Regions from separate parts of the Mus musculus genome. Here all the other regions are linked to region 1. A link is a contact called in public HiChIP or PLAC-seq and promoter capture Hi-C data. All regions are on one chromosome and are shown on one strand. The core of a region is the stretch at or near the end of the contact, and the rest is flanking DNA. Distances in the headings are between cores, read along the strand shown. Region 1 holds the start of Aim2 (absent in melanoma 2). Region 2 overlaps Ifi202b (interferon activated gene 202B). Region 3 has its middle 14 kb from the start of Olfr417. Region 4 holds the start of Spta1 (spectrin alpha, erythrocytic 1). Region 5 holds the start of 4933439K11Rik (RIKEN cDNA 4933439K11 gene). Region 6 holds the start of Slamf9 (SLAM family member 9).

Region 1 (2,700 bases), core at 100-2,599:
CAAACATATTAATAATATTGAGCATTTTGAGAATCAAATAGTCTGTAAAAATGTGTTCAACTTTTATATTGATATCCTTTCATACCCTAAAAATATCATTAATGAATATTTAATACAGGAGAACACAGTAAACAGCTATAAGCACTTAAAGAGGCAACACAAAAATCTCTTAAAGAATTACAGGAAAAAACAATCAAACAGGTAAAGGAAATGAACAAAATCATCCAAGATCTAAAAATGGAAATAGAGACAATAAAGAAATCACAAAGGGAGACAACCCTGGAGTTAGAAAACCTACAAAAGAGATCAAGAGTCATAGATGCAAGCATCACCAACAGAATACAAGAGATAGAAGACAGAATCTCAGATGCAGAAGATACCATAGAAAATATTGACAAAACAGTCAAAGAAAATGCAAAAAGCTCTTAACCCAAAACATCCAGAAAATCCAGGACACAATGAGAAGATCAAACCTAAGGATAATAGGTATAGAAGAGAGCGAAGATTCCCAACTTAAAGGGCCAGTAAAGATTTTCAACAAAAATATAGAAGAAAACTCCCCTAACCTAAACAAAAAGATGCTCATGAACATACAAGAAGTCTACAGAACTCCAAACTGGACCGGAAAAGAAATTCCTCCTGTCATAATAATCAAAACACCAAATGCACCAAACAAAAAAAGAATATTAAAAGTGGTAAGGGAAAAAGGTCAAGTAACATAAAGTCAGACCTATCAGAATTACACCAGACTTCTCCACAGAGACTATGAAAGCCAGAAGATCCTGGGTAGATTTCATATAGACCCTAAGAGAATACACATGGCAGCCCAGGCTACTATACCCAGCAAAAATCTCAATTACCATAGATGAAGAAACCAAAATATTCCATGACATAACCAAATTTACACAATATTTTCTCATAAATCCGGCCCTACAAAGTATAATAGATGGAAAACACCAACACAAGAGGGAAACTACACCCTAGAAAAAAGCAAGAAAGTAATCTTTCAAAAAAACTAAAAGAATATAGCCACACAGATATAATTCCACCTCTAACAACAAAAATAACAGGAAGTAGCAATCACTTTTCCTTAAATATCTCTTAGCAATCACTTTTCCTTAATATCTCTTTTCAGTTCCCCGCAAAAGACAGAATTGGATATGTAAACAGGACCCAGCATTTTGCTGTATTAGTTTCTTTTCTGTTTTGATAAAATGTCATGAACATTAGCAACATAGGGGAGAAGTAGGTTTTAATTTTACTTACAGGTCCATGAGGGTGGATTTCATCACGACAAGGAAAAAACCTAGCAGCTAGTTAAGGAAGCATGGCGGCAGACAGGACAGGAAGCAGGCAGGACAGGAAGCAGGCAGGTTGTGATTCTTGCTCAGACAAAGAAACAGAGTTACAAGTGAGACCGCCTATCACCTCTCACAGGCCGCCCTCAGTGACCCACTTCCTCCAATAAGGTTTCTCCAGTAAGTTCCTCCTTGTGAAAGTCCCAAGACCTTCCGGAGCCACCAGCCGGCATATATTCAAACCTCAACAGATACCATAGGAATGATCCTTCCCCCAAATTCCAGGGATTTAACTATGGAAATGGGAAAGCAGGATCCAATTGGAACTAGACTGAAATAAACTTGCTATTACCTAATAAAGTAAAGGAAATAGAGATTAAAAGCACATATAATTTTTAAAAGATGCCATGTCACTTGAACATTTGGGATTATGGAGTAACATTATCTGCTTGGCATTTCTTTCTTTTTTTTTTTTTTTTTTTTCTATTTGATTCCGTGTCTGATTTTTTTTTAATTGTTCTTTTGTGTTACTACCATGCTGGGTTTTTTTTTCCCCACATTTTTTTTATTAGATATTTTCTTCTTAGATTAAGGTTACTTAGAATTTTGAGCTCTGATGCTTTCAAGCTAACGTTACATCACAGGCTTTCTGTCATGCCATTATTCTCACCTTTTATCGAGAAATAGCTCCCTGGCCCCTATGTTTCTTCCCCCTTCAGCTAGAAATCAAAAGCCCTCTTCTAAATATAAATTCATGTCAATAAAACACCTACAGACCAACACACCCAGAAAATCAGAGTTCCTTTTAGGCTCAGTCTGGGTCAACCCTCTGAACAATATATTCTAATTCCTGCCACGGCCAAATGCACTTTCTTTTGTAAAGGTCTCAGTTGTGGTGCAATAAAAGATAACTTCTGTTCCTCAGTCAACTGAAGGTTTAGAACCAGGCTTCCTGCAGCCTTATTCTTTTCTAGAATACAGTCAATACTAATCCCTCTTTCTAACCTCAGAAACCCAGGACTCTCTTTCCTCTTAATTTACTGATTAGCAAAATGGTCCTAAAGCTTTCTCTAGAAAACTTCTGACATATCTTACTTACCTCAGGGGATTTTCTTCTCTCCAAAGCAGCCTTAGTTCTCAACTCAGGGACTGGTGTATGTCCTGAGAGTTCAAACCATCCGCCTCACAAAGATTTTCACTATGAGTAGTAGGACATGAAAATCATGAAAATCAGGTCTTGGGAGACAGAAAGCAGAAAGTACTCTCAACTATCTTCTTTCACTTTGAAGCTTGGCTAGTCCTGGCCCTATAGCTGAGTCCTAAACCCTGATGCTGGGGCAAAATAATTATATATTAAGGCTCTGCCCAAGCAAATGCTAGTTTTCAGTTTCCTTTTTACAAG
Region 2 (2,700 bases), core at 159-2,658, 560 kb before region 1:
CAACAGGGAACAGCTGCTTCAGTCCATTGGTTGGGTGCAAATATCTGCATCTGACTCTTTCAGCTGCTTGTTGGATCTTTTGGAGGGTAGTCATAATAGTTCCCTTTTTGTGAGCACTTCATGGCCTCAGTAATAGTGTCAGGCCTTGGGACCTACCCTTGACCTGGATCCCATTTTGGGCCTGTTGCTGGACCTTCTTTTCCTCAGGCTCCTCTCCATTTCCATCCCAGTAATTCTTTCAGAGAGAAACAATTATAGGTCAGGGGAGTGACTGAAGGATAGCAATCCCATCCCTCACTTGATGTCCTGTCTTTCTGCTGGAGCTGGGCTCTATAAGTTTCCTCTCCCTACTGTTGGGCATTTCATCAAGGGTCCCTCCCAGTGAGTCCTGAAAGTCTCTCACCTCCCTGGTCTCTGGTGTACTCTGAGTGATTCCCTCCACCCCCCTCCAACCTCCTAGTTCTTGAGGATGCCTATTTACATTCTTTCTGCAGGCCCTCAGGGCTTCAGTCCTTTTTCCTCACCCAATAACAGATCAGCCCCTCCCCCATCCACTTTCCCTCCCAAGTCCCTCCCTCCCTCCCTATTTATGATTGCTTTCTTCTCTGTCCCAAGTGGGACTGAGGTGTCCTCAGATGGGCACTTCAGCTTATTGAACCTTTGGAATTTTGTAGACTGTATCTTGTGTATTCTGTATGTTTTTTGTTTTAGTTTTGGTGTGTTTTTTGGCTAACATCCACTTATTAGTGACATACCATGTATGTCCTTTTCCATCTGAGTTACCTCACTCAGGATATTTTTAAGTTCCATCCATTTGCCCGCAAAAGTCAGGATGTCCTCGTTCTCACTAGCTCAATAGTATTACACAATGGAATGCTACTCAGCTATTAAAAATAATATCTTAATCAGAGAGAATGTTAAATGCAAAGACAAACACAACTAAAAGTTGTAATTGAAAAAGCTATCTGTAGTAAATGTCCAATACAATTATAACACACATTTCATCCCAGAAGAGCACTTACTCTCTGAACTAATGTAGTTACAGAGCAGTGTATTATATGTGTAGGGTGGAGAACATGGATTTGCAGGTGTGAGTAAGCCATGAAGGTGGAAAAGAGATCATGAATTGGATGGAAGAAGTCATAAGAGAGGGTAGAAATGGTAGGGGTGGGTGAATACATGTGATTAGAAAGCAGAAGTGGGGACAATCTTGTATAGAAAAGAGGAACCTAGCAAGTACTGGCAGTAGGGCATAAAGATGATATCAAAGAGTGAAATAATGAGAGCAAATTATTTAAAACATATATGCAAGCTGAGGTTTGGGATCTTTGTTAGGGTATACAGAATGTAGATGGTAAAGTTATCTGAAAATATGCCATCATTTCAGTGAAATATTAGAGAGCAAAGATCTGTGAAAAAAACTAAAGGAAAAACTGCCAGTAATCTCATGACTTTAAAATTAACTATCAAGGTATAAAGGAGAGCAATCTTTTTTTTTTCTTTTCTTTTCTTTTCTTTTCTTTTCTTTTCTTTTCTTTTCTTTTCTTTTCTTTTCTTTTCTTTTCTTTTCTTGTCTTTTTAAACAGAAGAACTCAATCAAAAAGTCTGTATCTACAGAAAGAGACATCTGTCCCAGGCAATGTCCAACCGTAACTTAAGGTCATCTACCAACTCAGAATTTTCTGAGGGTCAACATCAGACCCCTTCCAGTGATTCATCTGGCCATGGGGAGGATCAACCTCAAGCCTCTCCTGGACCTGTAAGTCAACTCAGATGCTTGCCAGGAATTCACTAAAGTCTCCCAGCCATTCCTCATCAACTATAATAATTTGCTGTTTCCATTATGAAGTCTTCAGAATGTAATCACAATGGTCATAATCTTGAAAGAGTGTCTCTAGCCTCCCTCTAATTTATTTCTTTAATGATTTCTTCATTCACCAGGTGTGTATTTTGAAACACTGATTGCATCGGTACCTTTTGTTGCATTATACCATGACATCAGAACTCTGCATGTAGCATATCAGAGTGGAAGTTAGAACATGAGGGCCTTAGGCACATCTACTTATTTGTAGTCATAGTAATGACAGTGATATAATTAGAAACATGTATAAGCCCATGAGAGTGTAACTTGATCTAATATTTATTTTGCTTTGGATGACGTCAGCTTTGTAAAGAAAATTTCTAAGAGGATTTGCATTTAGAAGATTGTTCCTTGATTGATCATCAATATAAAAAAACAACTAGAGATAATGAATATCACAGTTATAAGAAAGTGTTTATATACCAACATACCTTTAATTTTAAAATAAAATTTAGGATATTTTAAAGATTTATGTCTTATAAATTTATAAAAGAGTATTGAGGCAATAGATAGTATTTCAGATGTTGCAGTAGGTGGGAATGAACACAAAGACCCATAATTCAGACTTCAATAAGATGACTTCATCAAATCATTCTCCTCAAGAATCAGGGATGTGTATGGGAGACAAGGATGAAAGATTATAAGAGCCAGCGATGGTGGATGACTCCAAAGAAACATTGTCTTTCAGATAAACAAGACTAATTCACATATAAAATAAGAGACTGTGGCAACACACATAAAACAGCACAGATTCCATGCAGATGGGAACCTGGAACTATCCAAATCCCTCAATTAAAATTCATATAATGTTTAGGGGCTACATCAGTATTTGTGATTCT
Region 3 (2,700 bases), core at 63-2,562, 930 kb before region 1:
GTATTTGCATTTTAATAAGTGAATTGTGAATCCTACTCTTTCAGAACTGTGGTTACACTGTACTGTGACCAAAGCTAGCTCTGATTCGGAGTTGAAAAAAATGAGAGAGAGCTCTCAGTGGTGGCTCATGATGTAATCTCTATACTCAAGATGCAGATGTAGGAGGATGGCTGCATTTTTGAGGCCATCCTGGACTACAAGGTAAGATTGTCTCAAACAGAAACAAAAGCAATGACTAGGGCTGGAGAAACAGATCGGTTAGTGAAGTGTTTCCCTTCCAAGCATACAGGCTGTGTGATCTTCAGCATCCACATAAAAGCTGGGCACAATGGCACCCTACAATAACCCCAGGGATGACAGGTGGGCACCGAAGACCATTGAGGCTGTCTAGCTAAATTGCTAGATAAATCAGTGAGGTTCATGTCTCCAAAAATAAGATCATTATTGTAGAAAAATAAACCTGAATATTGACCTCTGGTCTCTCTGTAGCATACACACACACACACACACACACACACACACACACACACACACACACACACACACACACACACTCTACAAGCAATAGCAATAAAAAAGGAGGAAAGAAGATCTGTAGAAAGCCTTAGGGAGTGTGTGTGTGTGCATGCATGCGTGTGTACCTGTGACTGCTTGTCTCAGTAACAAGTTTAAGGAAGATATTTGTGGAAAAGTAAGCAGCCAAACACCCAAGGCACCAGGGCAGCCTTCCATGCTACAAACTGCCCTGCTTCTGGACATCATTTTGAATTTTATAATTTTTTCTCTTGACTTTGGCAAATAAATGCAAAAGCAGTTTTTGCATTTTCTCATATATCCCTGATTTTACAGAAAAGAAGCTGCCATGGGTATTGAAGGAGGGGCACTAGTTCCCTTTCTTGGAACTGAATCCTTCCATCTTTAGGTTTCAAAGAACAAGATCAGCAGCAGCTACAAGGGTCAGCACACTTGCACCTCACTCATGGTAGACTGTGTGTGTGTGTGTGTGTGTGTGTGTTTCATTTCATTTTTTATTGGATATTTTCTTCATTTACATTTCAAATACTATCCCCAAAGTCCCCTATTACCCCCACCCCTGCTCCCCAACCCACCCTCTCCTGCTTCCTGGTCCTGGTATTCTCCTGTACTGGGACATATGATCTTCGTAAGACCAAGGGTCTCTTCTCCCATTGATGACCGACTAGGCCATCCTTTGTTACATATGCAACTAGAGACACAGTTCTGGGGGGTACTGGTGTGGTTTTTAATCACTCATCACACTTCCACTTCGTTATAGAATGTTCCTATTTTGTTACTTCCTCATTTTAAAATCCTGAGTTGTTTTGGTTTAAAAATATCACTCTGTGTAGGCAATACATCGAGGTAGACCCAGCCTTAGGACTCTGGAATTTATGTAATTTTGGGATCTCTTCCTAAAAAGTGAATAAATAGAAAATTATGATTACAATATTAGGTGTTTCGATGATGACTTATTTGAAACAAGTAAATGAACCTCGACACACTAAAAGGAGCGAAACCTGGTAACACAAGCATGAAATCCAGGGAAGACTAAGTTGTTGCTCATAGACAGTCTTCCATAGTATTTTCCTTCTTCTACAAGTTTTTACTTTGTATTATTTGATCTTGTCTTTATTGGAGAATAATTTTCTAATACCACTTTAGCAGGGAATCTTCAAGTATAATTCATTCCTCTAGCATCCTTGATCAGTGTTTATTTTCCATTATTGCAGCTGGAGTGCATGGCAGTTGCAATTTCAACATGTGATATTATTGTTTGTAGAGTTGCGGGCTTATGCTCACACATGCAGGTGTTCTAATACATCTGGGTGCTTGAATCTCATCACGAAAGCTAAAATCATTGCGATGCATTTACAATTTTCTACTCTGTATGATTGAATAAGTTCTTTGTGAGTGTGCGGTGGGGGGAACTTGTATTTTCATTAGGCATTGAAAGAACTCAAATCTTATGCTAATGAAACTAGACATATCTGAAGCTTACATTTTTTAAAAAAGATTATCTTCTCAGGTCAAAGAATTCATTCTTGTCTTTCCATCTCTGCCAACAGATGTGCAACTCCCTACACTGACAGAAGTATCAGTCTGCAGGGTGTTGGTTGGCCTTCTATCTCTGAGCTGTGAAGGCAGGAGAGCCAGCTTTGGAGGAAGGTCTCACACCAACACTAGGAAGGACTAGAGTAGATCACTACACAGGAGAGCTACTTAAACCATCTATTGCAGTAACGCTGAGCTAAGCAGCTCTCAGCTAATGCTCTCCATGCACTTCCTCTCTCTCTGCTTCCTAGCTACCATGAGGCAAGTAGATCTGGTCTGCACACTTGCTGTGATGTTCTGCCTAATCACAGGCCCAAGGCCAGAGGGCAAACTGACTAAAACCTCACAAACCATGAGAAAAATAAAAGTTGTATATTTTTCAGTTAAGAGTACCTAGACATTTTCAAAACAGGAACAAAAAGTTTACTACCACAGACATCTTTGTTTTATTCTTTTTTTATTATTCATTTTATTCACTTACATTTCAAATGATATTCCCCCCTCCAGGTTACCCCTCCACAAACCCCTTCATCCTATTCCCCCTCTCTCCCTTCCCCTTTGCCTCTATGAGATGCTCCTCCACCCATTCACCCACTCCCTCCTCACCCCTCTAGCATCCCCTACACTGGG
Region 4 (2,700 bases), core at 82-2,581, 750 kb before region 1:
TGCTGTATAACTGTATAATTTTAAACTATAAATAGCTATTTTTAGATTCTATAGAGAGAAGAAATTTGGACTGCTGAAGCAATGCCACAGAATGTCAGATATACATACATACATTATATATATATATATATATATATCCCAGTACAGGGGAACGCCAGGGCCAAGAATTGGGAATGAGTGGGTAGGGGAGCAGGGCGGGAGGAGTGTATAGGGGACTTTTGGGATAGCATTTGAAATGTAAATGAAGAAAATATCTAATAAAAAATTGAAAAAAAAACTTGGTGCCACAACATTCACAAAAAAAAAAAAAAAAAAACGGGGGGGGGGGGAAATGGTAATTTATACCCTTCAAAGGCTAAACAACATTGATAAGTGCTGGTTATCCTGTAAGTTTAAGGAACAGTCAGATGGTTTGTAATTGCTTTAGTGAATCACACACATAAACCTGAGTACTTTTCCTTTTTAAAAGTCTAGATCATGTATTATGTACTCTTCTAATTTGATTTACTAAAAAAAAAAAAGCTGCTTAAAAGAAAATCTAAATGTAACCTGTCTTCTCACTTGTCACAAAGTATAAATCATTAATGTTTTAATAATTGGATTTTGGAATATAAAATATTTATTATTAATCAACACAAAATCATGCTTTAATTTAAAGAAATCCAGTTTTTGTGTAACAATATTTAGAAAAAAATTCCATAGAGACATTTCTATAGTGCATTGCTCTCCTTACATCTTCTATCCAAAATATGCAATACCGTTTATATTTTGATGTTACTTTATTTTCTAAATATAGTTTTTTTATAGACAGTAATTCCTGAGATGACTCTAAAATTAAGTCATTCCACAAGAGCACAATTTTTAGTGGGATTATTTGGTTTCAAATTACCTAGTAGTTTTCTGAATATCTGACTTGAGCAAGTAATTATTAAAATTATTATTATTAATTATTATTATTATATAGTTGTAAAGTTCTACATTATTTTTAGAAGTGAAACCTTCATAAAAGAATTAAAATCAAAACTCTTTGCTACGTTAAAATCAAATAAGTGTAATTTTTAACGACCCTGTGAGGATGGAATGGAAGGCTCAGAGGAGACAAGCTTTCCTAACTTCATCAGGAATGAGAATTCGTCTGTACTCACAGTTTCCTTTGGAGTTTCCATCTCTGCTCAGCTCAGTCTAAGGCTTTGCAAGATGAAATGTAGCTAAGAGAGAAAAATAGTTCTTTGAATGTCCAGTCCACTTCAAATAGGAATGTCAGAAATGTGAATGTGGCAAAGGCCCAGAGGAAAAAAAGAGTTTTAGAGTCCCGCCAAGCGTAGACAATCTGCATTATCTCCAGGGGACATATTCAGTTGAGGCAGCTGCTGACTTCCACACACAAGGTGACTCAGCAGTTTGGGGGGCTGTGGCTCTCTGGACCTCAGTAGGTATTTTACAAAGGAAAGGAAACAAAGTTTTCAGATGCAAAAGTTTGGAGGAAAACCAGTGACATTTGAAAGGCAAGTGCCTGTATTGGGCTGTGTTTTACTCAGTCACAGAGCTTATAAGGTAAGAGAATTTAAAAATCAGGAAGAAATTCCAGGTTTCCCTTTCTTCTGATTTCACACTGGAGAACTGAGGGAATCAGAGGAGACATGTTTCTCTCTTTCACCCTTCCTTCCTTCCTTCCTTCCTTCCTTCCTTCCTTTCTTTCTTTCTTTCTTTCTTTCTTTCTTTCTTTCTTTCTTTCTTTCTTTCTTTCTTTCTTTCTTTCTTTCTTTCTTTCTTTCTTTCTTTCTTTCTTTCTTTCTTTCTTTCTTTCTTTCTTTCTTTCTTTCTTTCTTTCTTAAAATTATTTAACCTTTTTTTTTTTTCACTCCAGATTTTATCCCCCTCCAGGTCCACCTTCTGACTGTTCCACATCCCATATCTCTTTGCCAACCCATCCACTGGTCATCCCATTTGCTTCTGTTGCTCCTGCCTTTGTGCCTGTGTCTCAGAAATCAATGGCAAGACCTATGTCATGAAGCTTTACCCCAGGTTTCCTCCTAACAGTTTTACATTACACTTAAGTCTTTTGTATGATGAAGACACAATTTTGTTCCACAACATCCAGTCCTGCCAATTAAGCCACTGTGGTGTGTGTGTGTGTGTGTGTGATTATAAGGAATTAAGGGTTTTGTAATTATTATGAGATGGCATCAGAAAGTAGAGCCCAGAACCATAAATTTTGATGGCCTAAGAGAAGACTGGTTAAAAGGAGGAGGGAAATCATGAAATGAATGGTTTTTACAGGAGGAGTCTTCTGTGCGTGGGTGGGGTGATTTGGAGGGCTGTCCCTCTGGGCCTTGTTTATCAGCTCTGGGCAGAGCTGTACGCATAAGGCAAATCAGCCCTGAGCAGCTGCTTCAGCCTGGCTCACAGCTCAGGACAAAGTGAGGCATTTGATGTCCTGCTCTTGGGCTCAGGGAATCCAAGAGCTTCAGAAACAAAAATGTACAGTTTCCATACTGTAAGCATATTTTGGAGTCAATAAAGACAGATACAATAACTTTAATGCAAAATTAGTATTTCCCAAAGAATAGAATCTATCATCAATCTAGTCTCTAACGATTTTGCCTTTGTTTTGCTGGAGCTACTTCATATTTAAATTCTTTGCTTTTTGACTACTACATGGGTCAAGATAGTAGAACACATTGTTCAGAAAATGAAAAA
Region 5 (2,700 bases), core at 36-2,535, 870 kb after region 1:
CTCAAATCAGAGCCGTAAGCAATAACTTCAAACACAGGTGACCCACATATTCTCTGGGCCCGTCATCCAGCCTCCCGAGCCTCTGCATTTCCACTGGCTCACCTCAGAAAGAGGGGGACTGCAAGAGGGAGCCTGGATGTACCGAGATCTGTCCCATCACACAGTATCCCAGAACTGACCTGGCTCACACAGTCTTGACTTCTAAAAGATCGACCTGGTCTCCAGGGACGTGAGAAGGTTGACTGAATGTCATTGACTGAAGTGCCAGGAGGGCAAGCAGAGGTGAGAGGGAATCCCTTGTAAAGAGTGTGTGGAATCCTAATGACAGAGCTGAGGGAGAACCGAGAAGCCTTCACGCTAAAGGTATCTTCACAGCACGAAGCTCAGCTGCATCTCCATCTCACGGACCTTCATCTGGACTTCATGCTGGAATGTGGGGAAAGAGCGAAGAGTCTCGGCTCCTCTCCTATAGCATCCCCGTGGATGGGAGACAGAGCCAAGGGAAGGGACACTTAGCCCACGATGTGATGAGGTGTGCTGATAATAATCACAAGGTCCTGCTTGGTGGAGATGATGTTTAAAGAGAGACTGAAAAGGTTACTGATCATGATGAGCCGAGAGAGAGAGAGAGAGAGAGAGAGAGAGAGAGAGAGAGAGAGAGAGAGAGAGAACCCCTGAGGTGGCCAGAGCTGTGTCTCGGTGCTTGGGAAGTAAGCCAGGGTCCTGCCAGACACAATTCAGAAAAAATGAAACCAGGAGTGACAGCTGGTGATTATTTTTGAACAGAGTAGATAAAATCCTTGAGCACTAAACCTCTTGGAACCTTCGACTCGAAACCTACGAGAACTTCACTGGGATCATAGCCAGGTCCTCGGGACTGATTCTGCAACTCAGATTGATTGGCCTGAACCATGCGCCCCCATGTGTGGAGACAGATTTTGTGATGTATTAATCTCTATCTGTCCAGTGGGACCTTGGCTTTTGGACTTGTAGGAATAAAATTTGCTTTTGCTTCAATATTTGGACTTTCCCATCACGTATCTTCAAAGAGAAGCTGTGGTCCCCTCAACCCCCAGGGTGGTCCCAGGCCTGGCCTGCTCTAAACAACTGCCCAGAGAGGCTTTGGAAGAAAGCTTAGGTGTGGGGTTCAGAGCCTTTCCCACTAAGCCTGAACAGACAGGCCCTCCCTCTGCCCTCCCTGTTTGTTTCCTGTTGCCTGGATACCTGAATAAAGGACTGGATGAGAGAAGGTGGGGCTTGTCTCAGCTCAGCCAGGCCTGGCTGGAGAGGGAAGTGTTAACTCTCAGGGGAGCCATAAGCCCTGCCCAAGAGTAAAGAGGACGCCTCCCCTCCTCCTCCAGGTTCCTCCTTCCGATACTTCCCCCGGAAGCCTCTGCAAAGCCCAGTTTCCAGAACACCGGCACTGTCCCACGTAAGGCTCACCATGCAGAGTGGATGGATACAGAGAGCTTCCTTCCGTCTTATAGATTGTGCACCTGTTTAGCGCGGCCCCAAGACTAGGGCTGTGCATGTCACACACACGAAGACACTGGTGGACTGGGCTTTCTGAGCAGGTAGGTAGTGGGCGCCTTGTCTCTCAGGGAAAGCAAGCCAGGTTCTGCAACCATTTGCCTAAGGCTTACAAAGAAGACTGGAACGCCGGCAGTTCTCCAAGGTCTCCTCCAGCCATACGTTCTCGTGATTTGGTAGTGCTCATTCCCATTAGCCCAGACACAGACATTCTCCGGTAGCCGTGTAGGGGGAAAAATTCACGGACTCTGAGGAGTTTCTCCCAGGCCCTCCCTCCCTAGCCGACCTCCCTTCTTCACCTCCTCCTCTTCCTGGGAGGCTGAGAAAGTCACAGCTTCAGCTGCAGCACTGTCCCAGCACCAAAGTCATCAAAGCCACTGAGACAGTGGCCACCCTTTTGAAGAAGGATATTGGCACGAATGCAGGAGTTTGAGCCTCAAGAGCCGTGAGGACAAGGGCAAGAGCTGTGAGCGTTAAAGCAGAGGAAAGGGGTTGCACTCTTTAAGGATAGATAAATTGTGATTTCCTGGGATGCATCTCAGTGCACGGAGAGAGATGTGGGTCACTTTTCGATAGGAAGGGACCTGAGGTCTTGACTAAATAGTTGCCTTGACCACGGGAGCTTCCAGGCTTCACAAGAATGTAGCAGGAGGGGTGTGGTCGAAAGAACAGAAAGTGAGGAACTCTCTGTCCCTAAGCCTCCAAGCCTGTGTACCCAGACTTCTTGTCTGAGACTTCAGCGTCTTCTTTCTTCCATCACCTAAACAGCTGCCACCTTTCCTCACCCCCAAAACCCTGCAGAGCTTTGAACTCTGAGAGCCCCTTTCATCCGAGCCTATTCAAAGTGCTTTTACTGAGACCAATTAATGCCCAGCTGTGACCCAAGTCACACGCAGGGGTACTGAAGCTTTCAGGAGCACCAAAGGACATCCTGGCATCCCACTGAGTCAGGGACTATGTGGCTAGGCCACCAGAGCTGGCAGCACCCAGCTGGAGCAGTTGCAAAGGTTCAGAGACTGCCCCACCCCCACCCATCCCCCAAGCCACTGCAGAGCCTGGCAACAGGCTCACATGGGCAGGTAGGGCATGGAGCCCAGGCAGGAGCTGGGGCATATATGCCTGAGACACAGCTGCTTGCAGATCTGACTGTGTGTTCTACCCGAGTACCCA
Region 6 (2,700 bases), core at 44-2,543, 950 kb after region 1:
TCAGTGTCCATTGCCTCCTTGTTCCTGTTCATTTTCCCTGTGGCTGAAGCTCAGGCACTGGAACAGACCACACTACAAGCAGTCTGCCTTCCAGTTTCAGCCTCTTAAGGCTTACCTCAGCTCCCGAGCTTCCATGCCAAGCTCAGGAAAGCCAGAATAAGGGGAGTCTTAAACTCACGGTAGACACGGAGATGGTAAGACTTCGTGATGTGGGACTCAGATGTCTTCAAGTTGACTTGGGCGTTGTAAAGCCCTGAGTCTTCCCAGGTCAGATTGCTAATATGCAGGGAGTAGCTGGACTCAGAGATGCTCACTCTGCCCCGGTATCGAGGATCCACTGCCATGATAACGGCTGGCTGTCCCTTTTTGCCTGGCTTCACGATGGCAATGTTGTTTTGAAAGAGCCAGTCTATGTGCTTAATTTCTTCATTGGATGGTATTTCCAGAGAGAGGTTGATAGACTCTTGCAGGACACCAACCACTTCCTCAGGATCCTCATCATCTCCAGAAAACCCTTTGGCTGAAAAAGAGATGCATACAGCCTGGCTGATATCTCTTGGTGGCTGCAGTTAGGTAACAGAGTAGCTATGACTCATCTGCCTCTGAGCACCTTCTCTAGCTCTATGCACCATCGTAGGACTCTCTAGCTACCTCTTGTAGTTCTAGATTTCCACTGCACCTGAGTTGATCAAGGATCTGGGAGGGGGTGGGGTCAGGGAGGGGGAAGAGATGGTCCCCATTGATCTCTTCACCATTTCCCTTCTTTTTTGTCCTTCTGGAACTGCAACCCCATGCATGTCACCCAGATATACCCTCTCATCCTGCTCAGAGGCCATAACCCACTCCTTGGAGTTCAGAGTAGAAATTCCCCCAACCTAGCCTGAGATTCAGCTACATCACATGTAGGCATGCATTCAGCACAATCCACATCAATGTACAACAGTGATACATGCACACCCATGTTTATTGCAGAGCGAGTCACAATCATCCTTTGGTGCCCCATCAACAGAAGGGCTGACACACTCATCCCCAAAGGAAGGGTCTTGCCAGCCTAAGGCCAAGTGGAACAGAGGGTATAAAGACAGTCTTATACAGGAGCAGGGAGCCACTCACCTTCCTGAAGCAGCAGCAGGAGTGACCACAGAAGGGCCCCCATATTGGCAGCTCTTGCCTGGGAAGAGTGACTTGGTCAGCTGGCTAGGCTGTGGAAACACAAGCTGGTAAGGGGTCCATAGAGGCAGAATGACTGGTTGATACTGGCAGGAAGCAGAGAGGGAAATAATTCTCCCTCCAACTTCCTCTGTACACATTAAACTCCTCCCTGGCCCTCATGGAAATGTGCCTCTCCTCCGTCTAACAGTCAGATGATGTAAGCCACTGTCTCAGATTGCCCATCCCCCAAACCAAACCCAAATCTCACTTCCTAATACAGACTTTGACTTTTCTATCTCCAGCCAGCTGCATGCCCAGATCCCGTAGAAATCACATATGCACGTGCTTCGAACTACCCAGCTGTCGGCCCTCTGAACACTCTCGCCCACCCCCTCAGTATTTTCTATGCTGCTGTGATCTTTATCTCCCCTGAGAGAGTCTATCTTTTATTTCCACTGTTATGTTTCACTGTTCCTAGCCCCTGCTAAACGCATCTTCATGGCATTAGAAAAGATGAGCGTGGGAAGTCTTCTATTTAAAGCTATTTGTATTCCCATTTGTGATGCTGTCTTCCATCCACCTTTCTGCTTTGCCTGGTGTCTGCAAACAGTTTTGACCACTCAGTGCTACTGCCATCTGATTCAGTGGCATGAGCGGTGCAGACTAGTCCCTGGAGTGTCTGAACATCAAGTCTTCACTGGGAACTTCTGGTTGGGCACAGAAGACACCTGCAAACCTCCAGTCTGCCACCTTGGCCAAGGAGCAGTGAACTCAGGAGCAGGTATAGTCCTTCCACACTGACAGATTTTTGTAGTCACAGCCTTTTCGGCTACACTTGTTTTTCCTTCTCCATCTCTTCAGGCTCCCTATAGGAGTAGAGATTAGACATGACCTGATGAGAACTATGGGTGCTCCCCAGAGATGGTGTCACATGTGTGCAGAACTTCCCAAGCCAACATCCACCAAGTAGGATTCACTGGGTGAGTACCCTTGTTGCATGCAATGTCAATGTCAATAGTACTGAGGAGAATGTGCGTTACACAGAGCAACGGCAGACAGGTTGACATAAGACACCTTTGTGATGGGCTGGGGATCAGCTCTGGGATTGGTGACTAGCAAAAGCCATCGCTTCCTGAAGTCCTCTTAGTTTGAGTAATGAAAGTCTTTTGCAGGAGCAAAAGTCAGGACAGCTAGCTGGCCCCAGGGGTTCCTGGAGGCAATGAAGTTGACATCAGCAGGATTCCCAATGCCAGTAATGGCTGGAGCTGAAAGCAGCAGCATCTCCCAGCTCCTCCTAGGGTTTTTGTTTGTTTGTTTTGTTTTAACGTAAATCCTCTCACTTTGTCTTTTGAAGATTTACTGTTCCATAAGGAAGACAAGATTGGTGCCACCTAAGAGGGTTCTTACTGCAAAGAATTTGAGGACATCCTCCTTCTCCACTGGCAGGATATCAAGTGTTCCAGAAACTATGTGAATTTGGTTTTTGTTTTTGTTGTGACATGAATTGAGAGGGACATCACATAGGCCCTCTGCCTGGACAGCAAGATA

Evidence for each region. Promoter capture Hi-C pulls out the DNA fragments that hold promoters and counts their contacts. HiChIP or PLAC-seq counts read pairs in DNA pulled down with a chosen protein or histone mark.
Region 2: an H3K27ac HiChIP or PLAC-seq map of the HPC-7 cell line shows a contact between it and region 1, with 7 times the contacts expected there. The contact joins the enhancer-like site here to the promoter of Aim2 in region 1. A contact is called at or near these places in 3 of 39 promoter capture datasets (the 3T3-L1 cell line, 3T3-L1-derived adipocytes and the C10 cell line) and 2 of 115 datasets of contacts at active chromatin or transcription factors (the 230-238 cell line and the HPC-7 cell line).
Region 3: a contact with region 1 is called in an H3K4me3 HiChIP or PLAC-seq map of bone marrow-derived macrophages, with 4 times the contacts expected there. The contact joins the enhancer-like site here to the promoter of Aim2 in region 1. A contact is called at or near these places in 5 of 39 promoter capture datasets (the 3T3-L1 cell line, 3T3-L1-derived adipocytes, the C10 cell line and 2 more), 1 of 484 Hi-C or Micro-C datasets (bone marrow-derived macrophages), 1 of 115 datasets of contacts at active chromatin or transcription factors (bone marrow-derived macrophages) and 1 of 9 other capture datasets (liver).
Region 4: a promoter capture Hi-C map of the HPC-7 cell line shows a contact between it and region 1, with 8 times the contacts expected there. The contact joins the promoter of Spta1 here to the promoter of Aim2 in region 1. A contact is called at or near these places in 5 of 39 promoter capture datasets (the 3T3-L1 cell line, the C10 cell line, the HPC-7 cell line and 1 more).
Region 5: an H3K27ac HiChIP or PLAC-seq map of embryonic stem cells shows a contact between it and region 1, with 10 times the contacts expected there. The contact joins the promoter of 4933439K11Rik here to the promoter of Aim2 in region 1. A contact is called at or near these places in 7 of 39 promoter capture datasets (the HPC-7 cell line, cranial neural crest, embryonic stem cells and 3 more), 3 of 484 Hi-C or Micro-C datasets (the HPC-7 cell line, bone marrow-derived macrophages and peritoneal macrophages), 5 of 115 datasets of contacts at active chromatin or transcription factors (embryonic stem cells, microglia and neural tube) and 2 of 9 other capture datasets (embryonic stem cells and liver).
Region 6: an H3K4me3 HiChIP or PLAC-seq map of the 230-238 cell line shows a contact between it and region 1, with 7 times the contacts expected there. The contact joins the promoter of Slamf9 here to the promoter of Aim2 in region 1. A contact is called at or near these places in 3 of 39 promoter capture datasets (the C10 cell line, embryonic stem cells and liver), 2 of 484 Hi-C or Micro-C datasets (the G1E-ER4 cell line and embryonic stem cells), 11 of 115 datasets of contacts at active chromatin or transcription factors (the 230-238 cell line, bone marrow-derived macrophages, embryonic forebrain and 6 more) and 1 of 9 other capture datasets (macrophages).

The regions. Positions count from the first base shown.
Region 1 is chr1:173,419,253-173,421,952 of GRCm38.p6, reverse strand. It overlaps Aim2 (absent in melanoma 2), which reads right to left and starts at 1,349. Exons shown (of 9, transcript NM_001013779.2): 1 at 1,267-1,349.
Region 2 is chr1:173,976,324-173,979,023 of GRCm38.p6, reverse strand. Ifi202b (interferon activated gene 202B) reads left to right here. Exons shown (of 7, transcript NM_008327.2): 2 at 1,587-1,759. The coding sequence starts at 1,640. Among named protein-coding and RNA genes, the nearest start is that of Ifi202b, 5.2 kb to the left of the region's middle. Within about 2 kb of position 1,408, at least 25 of the 459 cell types and tissues checked have an H3K27ac peak or open chromatin away from gene starts, as enhancers often do. A contact at or near this core is called in the HPC-7 cell line, where this site is marked.
Region 3 is chr1:174,353,438-174,356,137 of GRCm38.p6, reverse strand. No RefSeq gene overlaps it. Among named protein-coding and RNA genes, the nearest start is that of Olfr417, 14 kb to the left of the region's middle. Within about 2 kb of position 1,312, at least 10 of the 459 cell types and tissues checked have an H3K27ac peak or open chromatin away from gene starts, as enhancers often do. A contact at or near this core is called in the HPC-7 cell line and bone marrow-derived macrophages, where this site is marked.
Region 4 is chr1:174,171,407-174,174,106 of GRCm38.p6, reverse strand. Spta1 (spectrin alpha, erythrocytic 1) reads right to left here and starts at 1,331. Exons shown (of 52, transcript NM_011465.4): 1 at 1,146-1,331. The coding sequence starts at 1,166. It overlaps Gm36196 (a long non-coding RNA gene), which reads left to right and starts at 1,326. Exons shown (of 3, transcript XR_373720.3): 1 at 1,326-1,554.
Region 5 is chr1:172,549,391-172,552,090 of GRCm38.p6, reverse strand. 4933439K11Rik (RIKEN cDNA 4933439K11 gene) reads left to right here and starts at 1,285. Exons shown (of 3, transcript NR_040558.1): 1 at 1,285-1,574.
Region 6 is chr1:172,473,953-172,476,652 of GRCm38.p6, reverse strand. Slamf9 (SLAM family member 9) reads right to left here and starts at 1,293. Exons shown (of 4, transcript NM_029612.4): 1 at 1,114-1,293; 2 at 179-520. The coding sequence starts at 1,156. It also overlaps the pseudogene Gm7804.